Linked DNA regions of Sus scrofa: region 2 is linked to region 1. The links are chromatin contacts, called in public Hi-C maps. All regions are on one chromosome and are shown on one strand. Each heading gives the region's core, a stretch centred on a gene start, on an enhancer-like site or on the middle of the called end of the contact. The rest is flanking DNA. Distances are from core to core; before and after follow the strand shown.

The links. Hi-C and Micro-C count contacts between places; a contact is called where the count stands out from the background.
Region 2: a contact with region 1 is called in a Hi-C map of liver, with 10 times the contacts expected there. The contact joins the promoter of MRPL32 here to the promoter of CYCS in region 1. A contact is called at or near these places in 2 of 47 Hi-C or Micro-C datasets (alveolar macrophages and liver).

What each region holds. Positions count from the first base shown.
Region 1 is chr18:47,167,545-47,173,738 of Sscrofa11.1, forward strand. It overlaps CYCS (cytochrome c, somatic), which reads left to right and starts at 2,377. Exons shown (of 3, transcript NM_001129970.1): 1 at 2,377-2,441; 2 at 3,337-3,513; 3 at 3,631-4,668. The coding sequence starts at 3,345. The coding sequence ends at 3,779. It also overlaps the pseudogene LOC102165713.
Region 2 is chr18:51,905,928-51,912,121 of Sscrofa11.1, forward strand. It overlaps MRPL32 (39S ribosomal protein L32, mitochondrial), which reads right to left and starts at 3,364. Exons shown (of 3, transcript XM_021079164.1): 1 at 3,196-3,364; 2 at 1,358-1,539. The coding sequence starts at 3,325. It overlaps PSMA2 (proteasome subunit alpha type-2), which reads left to right and starts at 3,472. Exons shown (of 8, transcript XM_003360207.5): 1 at 3,472-3,602. The coding sequence starts at 3,562.

The sequences.
Region 1 (6,194 bases), core at 1,127-3,626:
TCGATGGGAAGAAGCGTGGATTGTTCACAGGCTTAACTCCAAGACTATGTTCATGGGTCCTTGGAACTGTGGTCCATGGTAAAGTTTTACAGCATTACCAGGAGTGCGACAAGGTTGAGGAGACAGGATCTGGAAATGTACAGAAAGAAGTTTCATCCTCCTTTGACTGAGTTATCAAGGAGACAGCTCGAGAGATGATGGCTCGTTCTGCTGCTACTCTCATCACACATCCCCTCCACGTGATCACTTTGAGATCTATGGTACAATTCATTGGCAGAGAGTCCAAGTACTGTGGACTTTGTGACTCCATGGTAACTATCTATCGGGAAGAGGGCATCCTAGGATATTTTGCAGGTCTTATTCCTCGCCTCCTAGGTGACATCATTTCCTTGTGGCTCTTTAACTCACTGGCCTACCTCATCAGTACCTATGCACTGGACAGTGGGGTTTCCACCATGAATGAAATTAGCTATTCCCAAGCTGTCACAGGATTTTTTGCCAGTATGTTGATGTATCCTTTTGTGCTTGTCTCTCACCTTATGGCTGTCAGCAACTGTGGGCTTGCTGGTGGACCCCCTCCTATTCCCCAATATATACTTCTTGGATAGATTGTTGGTGCATGCTACAAAAAGAGGGAAATATGAGCAAAGGAAATAGCTTGTTTTTCTGGAAGGTCCCCTTTGGGAAGACTTATTGTGACCTGAGAATGTTAATTTGAAGATGTGGGGCAGGGACAGTGACATTTCTATAGTCCCAGATGCACAGAATTATGGGAGAGAATGTTGATTTCTATACAGTGTGGTGCGCTTTTTAATCATTTAATCTTTGGAAAATGAAATTAATTAATTAATGAATTAACCTCTTAGCAGCTATTGCTGAATTCAGAGGTAGGAGGAAGGATGCTAGAATGTAAGCTCCACCAGAGAAACATTTTTCACTGATTTATTCCAAGTTCCTAGAAAGTGTCCAGCACATGATATGCATTCAATAAACCCTTGAATGAATGAATTCAGCAGCGCTTGACAGAACAGGGAAAAGAAGGAAAAATCAATTAGAATTCTGGGGCTAAACTGAGGGACAAGGAAGTTGAGAAACTTCTCAGTGACAAAACTGTGTATCTCAGGAAGGAGAGCTAGAAGTATAATTACTGGAAGTTATGGTGATCAAACCTACACTTCTAGGAGTTCCCATGGAGGTTCAGCAGTAAAGAGCCTGACTAGTATCCAAGAGCATGCAGGTTCCATCCCCGGCCTGCCTCAATGGATTAAGGATCCTGCATTGCCGTGAGCTGTGGTGTAGATCACAGACTCGGGTAGGATCTGGCATGGCTGTGGCGCAGGCCAGCAGCTTCATCTCTGATTCGACCCCTAGCCTGGGAACCTCCACATGTCTGGGGTGCGGCCCTAAAAAGACAAAAAACAAACAAAAACAAAAAACCCTACATTTCTAATATGACCCCAAGCTCATTGGCTTACTTGAACATGATCTTCATTTAGGTTAGATGGGATGTAAATTCTCTCTAGATTCCCCGAAATTCTCTAACTATGTAAAAATATTTCTTCCTGGATGCTGCTTGCACACACTCCTTGCTCTTTCTACACACAAATGACAGGAGGGAAGGGCTGGCAGAAAGAAGCCGGAAGGTAAGGGACCAGAGCTACAACCCAGGCAGCTCTAACACCGCAACTGCAGCACCTGTCCCAGTCTTCGGGCGTCCGTAAAGGAAAGGGAGATCTGTAAGATGACTTTAAGTCACAAAGTGGAGGAGAAACAAGAACAAGGTCAGGAGCTCATGTCCAACTCTCACAACTCTGGTTGCAGGCTATCCCTCTGGGGTGCCCCTGGCGCCAGCCGCGGAAATACGATCAAGTCTGGGTAAAGGTGGCCAGCTAAGGGAATGACAGCCAGGGGAGCTCTAGGTGTGTCCAAGTTGGACTGTCTCCCTCCAGGCAGGCAAAACGTGCCGCTCAAAGAGCATTACGTCAACCAGAACAACCCGGTTACCCCGGCCGCATTCCGCCCTCAATCCACTACTCCATTCCGCCCCACCCTCCCCGTCATCACACGCAAGCACACAAGAGGTCAGAGAGCGATGCCCGCCCTTCCCGGCACAACCTCGGTGTCGCACCTCTAACGGCCTGTCGTAAATACCCGGCAAGAGAGGCCCCGACAGGAAGGGCACGCACGCGGTACACCCTACCCTGCTAGCCGGCGTGCGCGCGCAGATCTCCGAAGCCGGCCCTAGAGACCGGGGCCAATGAGGCGCGGTGACGTCACTGCGTATCAGTCCGCCGGGCCGCACGTGGAGCCGCCAGAGGGCGGAGCTAGTTCGGTTGCACCAACGCCGGTACATAGGCGCGGACCGGCGTGTCCTTGGACCCAGAAAGCGGGACGTCCGGCCTGCGAGTGGTGGCTTGTCTGTTGAGCTCGGCGAAAGAACGGTGAGCCCTGGGTGCGGAGGCCACAGCGGGCGGGAAGCCAAGCCTTGAGGGCGCGCGCTTGCGAGGGCTGCGCGCGGGCGAACTGAGGCCGGGCGGGCCGGGAGTGGCGGCCCCGGACTGCGCCCGGCCACGAGCGGGTGGTCTCCGCTTTGAGCAGGGCCAGGACCCAGCTAGGTAATGGCGTGGTCTGGTCAAGGTCCTGAACGTTTAAAGATGACTTGGTTGTGAACCGTTGCGAGATGCTGGCCCTCGGGACGTCGGGGCTGTGGCAGTGACTGACAAGACTTCCTCCCGAGGGAGGGCGGGGGTGAGGGTGCTGCGCGCGGCGCCTCACGTCTGCTTTCCAAGAGAGCCAACTGCTTTTCCAGTAAATCTTCTTCTTCTGGCCACCTGTTGCGTTTCCTCTTCACCTGTTCAGGCACCTGGGAGACGTAGGTTTCATCCCAGTCTCCTTCAACCCGGCCTGGGTGAATGATCTCGTGGTCGCCCCTGAGACCCCAGGGACGGGGGACCTCGAAGCTTGCTGCTGCCCTCCCAACCCACAGCAAGGCGAAAGTTGGAATTTTTGGTGGTTTGGGTTTAATGTAATCACAGTTCAGCTTAATTAGCTTTGTGACTTTTTGTGACCTTGACCTCATCTTTTGGAATAGTTTTGAACTAGCATCCCACTTTGCTTGCTTGGGCTGTAACTTTTTCGAAGTTCTTCCAAATAGCGTTTTTGCTATAAAAAGTTTTTTCTGTTAAAGAGTCTATTGCAAGTGTAGCGAGTAAAGCATGGTTCAGCCTGGTACTTAGTGTAATAAGTTTGCAATGAATAAGTGACTGGAGTTGATCATTTGTTTCCACTGTATTTTTACTTGCAGAAAAATTAATAAGCTGAGTCTTTCATTTCTAGATTTTAAAATGGGTGATGTTGAGAAGGGCAAGAAGATTTTTGTTCAGAAGTGTGCCCAGTGCCACACTGTAGAAAAGGGAGGCAAGCACAAGACTGGTCCAAACCTCCATGGTCTCTTTGGGCGGAAGACAGGTCAGGCTCCTGGATTCTCTTACACAGATGCCAACAAGAACAAAGGTAAGAGGGGGACCCTCGTGAACAAACCCGAGCACAAATTGCAGGGATGTAACCTATGGTAAATGAACAGTTTTTTGGGAGTGCGACATACTTAATACTGCATCCGTCCTTGTTTAGGCATCACCTGGGGAGAGGAGACACTGATGGAGTACCTGGAGAATCCCAAGAAGTACATCCCTGGAACAAAAATGATCTTCGCTGGCATTAAGAAGAAGGGAGAAAGGGAAGACTTGATAGCTTATCTGAAAAAAGCTACTAATGAGTAAAAGTTGGCCACCGCCTTATTTATTACAAGACCGACATGTCTCATGACTTTTATATGTGTACCATATTTAAATTGATCTCATACTCTAGAATTCAGATCATGTATGGCTGATGGAATGTTTCTGTTGGATGGTCCTGATTTAAATAAGATTGGTTGGTGGCTAAATGAATATGGTCAGCTGTTTGAATTTTAATATTAATTCTAGTTCAACAAGTACTATCACTGTCTTTCCCTTCTACAGAGATGGTTAAACTTGAATGTGGAGTGTTAAACTTTTCAGGAAAATGGTGAATACCTTCTCAGAACCTATAGGAGATTGGTTTTATATTTAGATTTCTATAACTGGTTATATTAATATATTTAAATACTGAGAAGATCCCTTCACTGTCTCATAGAACAGAGCAAGATTCACCTGTGTTTCAAGTTGTGTTCACTAGCCTGTTAAGGCATGAGCCAATGGTAAACTGACAGTGTCCCCTTTATCTTTTTGGTCTTAACTATGCCAATTTCATTAGAATTACCTGTATCGAAAATACTGCCTTTTACTTACTGAAAGGTATTTTAGCGAGGTTTATGTACAGCATCAAGTAAAGAGTATTTAGCATTTCTCACATTTTATAGATGATCTTTAAGATCAGAGGCTTTTAAAATTCAGTGTGACGAGATATGTTAGCAGACTTTGCAGGTGAATTCTTACAAGGTCAGGCTGTTAGAATGCAGGATTGTCTTTTAAATAGGTAGTCAGAAACACAACTGTAGAACTACCGGATGTGTGTGATTGATAATGGTGCTTTTGCCAACTCATGGAAGGCTTAAAGTAGGGGAGCTGTACCGTCAGCACAGATCTGTAAATTATCTGGTCATAAAGCTTAAGAATTAAAAACAAAATCGCAGATCATGGTTTTTCCTCCGTGCTTGTTTTAATATCATACCAAAATGGTTGAAAAATACAGGAACCCAAAAGAAGCAGCAGCAGTGTTACTAGCCATAGTACCAGAGTGTGCTTACTTGGTCTAGGAGAGCCTGAACTAGAACAACACTTAGTAATCCATCCTTAAGGTTTCTTAAGGTAGAAGACTATGTTTACCTTTGTTTTGTTTTGTTGTTTTTAGGGCCGCACCCACAGCATATGGAAGTTCTCAGGCTAGGGGTTGAATTGGAGCTGCAGCCACCAGTACCACAGCCACAGCAATGCAGGATCATAGCTGAGTCTGCGACCTACACCACAGCTCACCTCAACGCCAGATCCCCAACCCACTGAGTGAAGCCAGGGATCAGACCTGCATCCTCATGGATACTAGTTGGGTTCGTTTCCACTGCACCACGACAGGAAACTACCAAGAATATGTTTCTGACCATAGTTTTGCAGTATGTGACAGTGTCTAGTTTATGTACTTAATTATTTCATACGTAATTTGTGCCATACACATTTAGTCCCTAGAGATTTTTTGGAGGCGGTGAGTTTGAACGAAGCCGTAAAGAAGGCTGAGAGAAATTTTCAGTGGGGGAGTCTGTACTCGTAGTGAGAGCCATCCCTTGTGGGACAGTGAGGACACTGGGAAGGAAGGGCTTTATTGTGTTGCGAGATGATTAGCTAGGCCTGTAAGACCTGGCGAAGCAATTTGTAACTTGAGAGCCTAACTTTCAATCATTGGAGAAATACGAGAAAGTAGTTTGGAAACACATGCAGAAACAATTTGAGGAAGCAAAGAAAGTGCGCTGTAATTCAGATAACGAGTCCTAGTCAGTGTTCATTATCTTATTTTGTTGCTTTTTAGGGCTGCACCCTCGGCATGTGGAGGTTCCCGGGGTAGGGGTTGAATCTTAGCTGTAGATGCTGGCCTATACCACAGCCATGGCAACGCTGGATCCTTAACCCACTGAGCAAGGCCAGGGATTGAACCTGTGTCCTCACCGATGCTAGTCAGATTTGTTTCATGCTGAACCACAATGGAACTCATCAGTCAGTGTTAATGGTAGGAAATTTTATAATGCATCCTGGAAATCCTTTGGAGGTAATAAAGCCTTTGTAACAGAATATTTGGTAACTGCATAAGTTAGTGGTACATAAGATACTGTAAGAGTTAGCTTTTTTTTTGGGGGGGGTTCTTTTTTGCGATTTCTAGGGCCGTTCCCTCGACATATGGAGGTTCCCAGGCTGGGGATCCAATCGGAGCTATAGCCCCCGGCCTACACCACAGCCACAGCAACACAGGATCCGAGCCACATCTGCAAACTACACCACAGCTCACGGCAGTGCCAGATCCTTAAACCACTGATCGAAGCCAGAGATCGAACCCGCAACCTCATGGTTTCTAGTCGGATTCGTTTACCACTGACACGACAGAAACTCCAACAGTTAGCTTTTAAGAGACTTCTTGTTTTGGACCAGTATGGGAAGACAAAAAGTTCAGGG
Region 2 (6,194 bases), core at 2,114-4,613, 4.7 Mb after region 1:
CAAGTCAGGGAAACCATGGGATAGAGCTCATTCCTAAAATCTTACATGCCCTCAACCAAATGATACGGGTTACTGCTACCTTAATTAATGGAGTATTTTTCAGTTACACATTTTAGGTCTGGTCCCAACCATGGCTCAGTGATACTTTTGGGCTGAGCGCTGCGCCTGCTATACTGACTGAGTAGGCTTGTGAAAGTCAATGCTCTGCTCCTGAGTTCCATCTGCACCGCCCTGCTGCTGGGGAGAATGCCCTGGAGTAAACAGGAACTCAAATTGCGGCTGTAAAAGCCATAAATTAGCAGATGAAAGGTAGCAAACATTATGATTTCTGTTACTAGATCAATGAAGAAAGTGTACCCACTGGAGATGAGGAGGAGAAGGAGCACTGAGATCAAGAACTGCCCGAGGACAGGAACACACGCACACAGTTTCAAGAGGGGATGTGAGCCCAAAAGGGAGACTGCCGGGGATCAGCTTCTGGCTCCCCCACGTAAGTTTGTGACCAAAGGCAAATTCCCTTTGCCTGAGTTTCTTTATCTTAGAACTGAGCAAAACAGTATTTACTCTGGAGGGTTGGTGTGAGGCTATGATAAGATAGTTCACAAAAAGTGCTCAGATACATCTTAGGCGCTAATAGATATTAGCTATGTTTATTACTTACCTGAGGATTTTCCTTCATGGTAATTTACTGGATACAGTGAAGAATAGAATAAATCTGTTAGGGCTAGTAAAACCCAATATCCCATAGATCTTGGGATTTTAACTTTAGACTCTGCATAGTTAAAAATGTTTATTCAGGAGTTCCTGTTGTGGCACAGCAGAAACCAATCCAACTAGGAACCATGAGGTTTCAGGTTCGATCCCTGGCCTTGCTCAGTGGGTTAAGGATCTGGCGTTGCTGTGAGCTGTGGTGTAGGTCGCAGATGCAGCTCGGATCCGGTGTCGCTGTGGCTATGGTGTAGGCTGGCGGCTACAGCTCCCATTAGACCCCTATCCTGGGAACCTCCATATGCCGTGGGTACGGCCCTCAAAAAGCCAAGGACAAAAAAAAAAAGGTTTATTCATACGTGGTTCAAAGGCACACAGCTCAGGACTGGCATAACTCACAAGACAAACGTCAAGTAGACTCTTTACAACCCATTCCTATCCAGACTCCAAACTTTCTCTTTGACTGTGTTGCTAGTATTTAGGCTACAGGACAGTGGGCACACATAATAAGAATATTGTATTTAATTTAGGTCAGAGAACAGGAGACATATAAGATCCAAAAATAATTTACTCATAGGCTATCTGGATAAACTGAGAGAAAATGCAGTGTAGAGGAGAAACAGCACATCAACAAAAATCATCGTGTTACCTTAACTTTAATAAGCTTCTGAGGGTTTCTTCTTCTACACCGGTTAACTTCAATGCTACGTCTGTTTTTGGGAGCTGCCATCCAAAAGACACTATCCAAAAGGCTGGAAATCGCCTTGCTTCCGTTGGTATCATTTGCTGGTTCTGTACATATAGCTGGACCTTGGACTGCCAATGCTGGTCCTACAAAATAAAACATGGAGATACAGAATCAGTTTCTAGTTTCTAAATGACTATTTACAGATATCACTCTCCTTAACAATCAACAGTGATATATCAACAGGCACATACATAGATAAAATATTACAGTCAACAGACATTTAACAGGAAACCTTAGCAGCCATTACAATATACTAAAGCTCATACATGAAGTCATTTTAAAGAACACAGAATTTTTCTTAGCAGCACCTGCTTAAATCAATCAGTGAAATTTTACCAAAAGTTTCTCGTCTTGTAATACAGAACTCAGGGGGTGAGTAGTAAACATGAAAAAAGTCTGAGAGGCACCCAACACAAGACCGAAAAAAAAATTTACTCAGTTGTCCACATTCTACTTGGTGGGCAGTACCTAGTTACTTTGCAAGGACATCTATGCTTTCCACTGGCCCTGAGATAAATGTTGACTGGTCCTTTATTAGATTCAAACTGCGTTAGCGCCTCTGTCCTGGCAGACACTTTAAGTCACTTAGCTCTTCATGATATTTAATCTTGATCCATGTCAATTCTCCAAGGAAAAGAACTAGCTCCTCATTCTTTGTAAGATATTAATTATTTAGGTGATCCCCAACGTTTCACTCTTGTTTTTCTAAATTGTTTATAAAACCAAAGAGATTCCTTCACCCTCTCCTGGCTAAATTCTTCAGACCTAAAATACTTCTTGATCTTAGAAACTTTTAAAAGTATACAAAGATGTCTAACACTTAACAACTGGTATTCCTTTTCAGTTTATCTAAAAGTATTGCTAAGCCCAGACAAGTGGTTAAGAGCACAGGCTCTGGACGGCCTGTGTCACTTTGGTTCCCTTCTGAGCCTACATCTGTAGAAAAGTGCAGACACCTAATGGGACAGTTGTGGAGATTTATCCCAGGAAGCACATATAAATTTTGACATACTACCTGGGTATTATCACTTCCATGTTCTGGATACCTTCAAAATCGAGGAGAATGTAAATGTGGAATCAATGACATCCAAGATGCTTCCATTTAAAAGTAGTTTCTGTTGGGAGTTCCCGTCTTGGGGCTGCAGACATGAATCCGACTAATATCCATGAGGATGTGGGTTCAATCCCTGGCCTCGCTCAGTGGGTCAAAATCCAGCACTGCAGTGAGCTGTGGTGTAGGTCCCAGATGCGGCTGGGATCCAGCATTGCTGTGGCTGTGGCGCAGGCCCGAAGCGGTAGCTCCGATTTGACCCCTAGCCTGGGAACTTCCGTACGCCTGGGGCTGAGGCCCTAAAAAGCAAAACTTAGTTGCCATGGGAAACAGAGGATCAGGATTCAACTGCACAGAGCTCAAACACCGGAAGGCAAATTGCTTTAGGAAGTGGAACGAAAGGAAAGACAAGAGGATCGAAACAGCAGCTCGGCGTGGTGCCAAGCTAATGCCCTTCAGCCCCTAGGCACGAATGGGACAAGTGCAGGGCCTTTTTCCTTTTTTGCAGGGGACTGGGGAGCAAAAATTGCTGTCTCTTGCTTCTAAGTAAATGAAGGTCCAGGACAATGTCCTCTACGCTCTGCGGGAGATCAGACCGCGGGAGGAGGGCAGAGCAGGAGCGGGGTCCACAACCATGCCTGGGGTCCCCGGGCCCAAACCGCTCTCCACGGAGGTTTTCTTTACCTACCCCAAGGATGAAGGGGAAGGCCTAGCCGGTTGTGCTGAAGCTTCCGTTGCAGTTGTTCCCACCAATTCCGGAGAAGTCCCCGGGCTGCGGGCCACGGCGGAACCACCAGCACCAGCATGGCGGACGCCATGTTGCTCGCCCAAAAACCACGCCCATCGGGCCGGGGGCCCACCCCTACCTCGAGCATGCGCACAGATCAGAGTCGGCCAACGTCTCGTTTAGAACTACAATGCCCAGCATGCCTCTGGAGCGGCTCTGATTCTTCTCCAATCAGAGAGAGAGAAAGGAAGGCGCGGGGAGGGGAAATGAGAAGAAACGGGCTTCAGTGCGCATGTGTGCGGCTGTGCCTTGGATCTTCGGGTAAAGATGGCGGAGCGTGGTTACAGCTTTTCGCTGACTACATTCAGGTAGGGAAGGGGTCTCCGAGGTCCTCCATGTAGCTGAGGTTGCAGGAGCTCAGCCGACCCGGTTTTTCCCATCCTGGTCTCTGGCCTGGTGCTTTCAGAAGGCCCAGGAGGGCTTGGGGGTGGAAATGCGACTTTGCAAAGTCATTTGCGGGGCCCTCCCGCGGCCTGGGGAGCATTGGTGTCGGGGGGCTGTGGGGACGCGAGTCCGGGGATCCCGGGCGACCTTGGCGCTGCGGGAGGTGGAGGCCCTCACCGAGGTGTTTTCTTTGGCTTTGGGCACTAGAAAAGGCAGCTTTGGGTTCGCTGTCTCTGAGTGTCCCGTTCAGAACTCACAGTTTTGGTTTTTTTTACCCAAGTAGGCCTGATTTCGGGAGCTTCCGGAGCGCGGAATCTTGGTCAAATCTATGGGGTTCCTTTTCTCGGAAAGGCCAACTTTCCAGTTTGGTCCGAGTCTTAGACTGCATTTGGCATTAATGTCTTTCGAAAGCTCTTCCCGCTTTCGGTTTCCTTGGTGCTCCCACCGGAAGTTTAAGGACTGAAAATGAAAGCGGTAATCTTTCTGCCCCCTGGTTTGAGGACTCCAAACTCCTCGGCTGCATTTGCGCTTTTTGGCTGTTGTATTGGGAGGGGGATTTTTTGTTTGTTTGTAGAAAGGTTGTAGGCCTTTTTTAGAGTAAATATATAAGTATATTTTTCAAAATAAATTTGAAATGAATTGTCATCATTTCCAGTGTAAGAAAATCATCATTGAAAGATTTAATAATCGAGCGGGGGAATGGTTCAGTTTGATCATTTTCCTATAGATCAGTGATGCCTCGTTTAACATATATTCTTATTTTGACTGCTGAAAGCAGGCGAGGTCTAACTTGTTGAGTACTTTATGTGGGTGCAGCTTACTGCATCTCTTTCTGCCTCCATGTGTGGTAAATGTTATCGCAGCGCTTTACAGATGAGCTAATTACCACCGCTCAGACCAATTAAATAACTCGTCCAGTGGTCATAGATGAATAGCTGAGTTAACGTTCCAGCCGAGTTTTTTTCTGACGACAAAATTAATACTTTACATTATTGTATGATGTCTTCTTAAAATACTGAAACACCTTCTTTTTAATAAAAGATCTTATCATATACAGAGATAGAAAACAGTATTTGCCAAGTAGTCACTGTTCATATTCATGAGCAGAACAAACCTGGACTTTTATCTGTAACGAAGAGTGATCCTAGGGGAGCTGAAACATAAAACAGCCGTTCGTTATCAGGGGCTGAATCTTTCTATGATAAGTTTCTTTATTAAAATACACTCTTGTTCTTTAACATGACGGTGCAGTTCTGTTTTAGTTAAAACATTTGTTTCTAGCCGGTTGTAATACCGTATTAGACTATTAATGATGGAAGTGACCAGAGACTGAACTATAGGCTGCAGGGGTGTTTTTGAAGATTACATTGAGTTGGGGATATTGATAATAAGCGAGTAAACAAATTGGTACCTACTAATGCACTCTGAAGAATGTTTTTTCCCGACTTAGGAATTTTTATCAAGAGAAGCAGAAAGAAGAAACATAACTTTAGATTGGATAGTCTGGGAAGGCCAGTGTTGGGGCTGATTTTGGGCACTGGAAGATGAAAGGGAGCCAACTATTTGAAGATTTAGGGGTAGAGTGAATTGTAGACAGAGGGAAAAAGCATGTATGAAAGTGCTGAGCTTGAACTCTTAAATTCATATAAGGCCAGTGAGTTAAGAGTGAGCAGGGAGGCAGCATGGGGCAGGGGCCATCTTCCAGGGCCCTGTAGGAGTTTTTATTGTAAGTGAACCAAGAAATTATTACAGGATTTAAGTGGAGAGAGAGGGGGTGACACAGTACAAAGATAACTGGCTAGGGGTATGGAAGTAAGAGTAGAAAAGAGGAAAACTAGTTAGAAGGCTTCTTCAGTTATCCCTGTGCTTTGGAGCCGAATACTGGCCTGATTGAATACAAAGTTGGTTGAGTAGCTCAGTGAGTGTGTATGTGTGATTACGGCAACAGAAGAAAAGGTAACTTTAAATTTACCTAATCTTTTAAAATGTCCCCAGAAGTATTTAAATTCGGTATTGAAGAATAACTGAAAGCTGGATGGGCCCAGAAGGTCATGATATGATTATTAAAATAATGACCATTAAAGGGGAAACAAGAACAGTTTAATTTTAAAGATTTAAATGTTTATCAGTGTTATTCTGCTCAGGTCACCTAATTTTGTCCTTTAATAGTTTTTAAACTGCTGGCCCTAGGCTTATTCCCTAAAGAGGTCTAGATGAGTGTCTGTCTGTTAGTCAAATGATTGTGGACTCCGGGTCCTAGGTTATGTGCTGAAGAACTGACTGAACCGAGCTTATGCTTTATAAGTAGTGCAAAAATAATTGAAGGATGATGAATCTTAGCCAGAGAGGAAGCATGAGACATTACAGGTCTGAGTGCATGGGATTCAGCCTGATCTGAGTGGTTAGGGCAGCTTCCCTGAGGACGGGCGTTTCTAAGGATGGCCAGAAAGAGTCCACCAGATAATGATGAAGTGCACTGCAGACAGTGGGATTAGCTTGTCCAAGAGTTTTTTTAT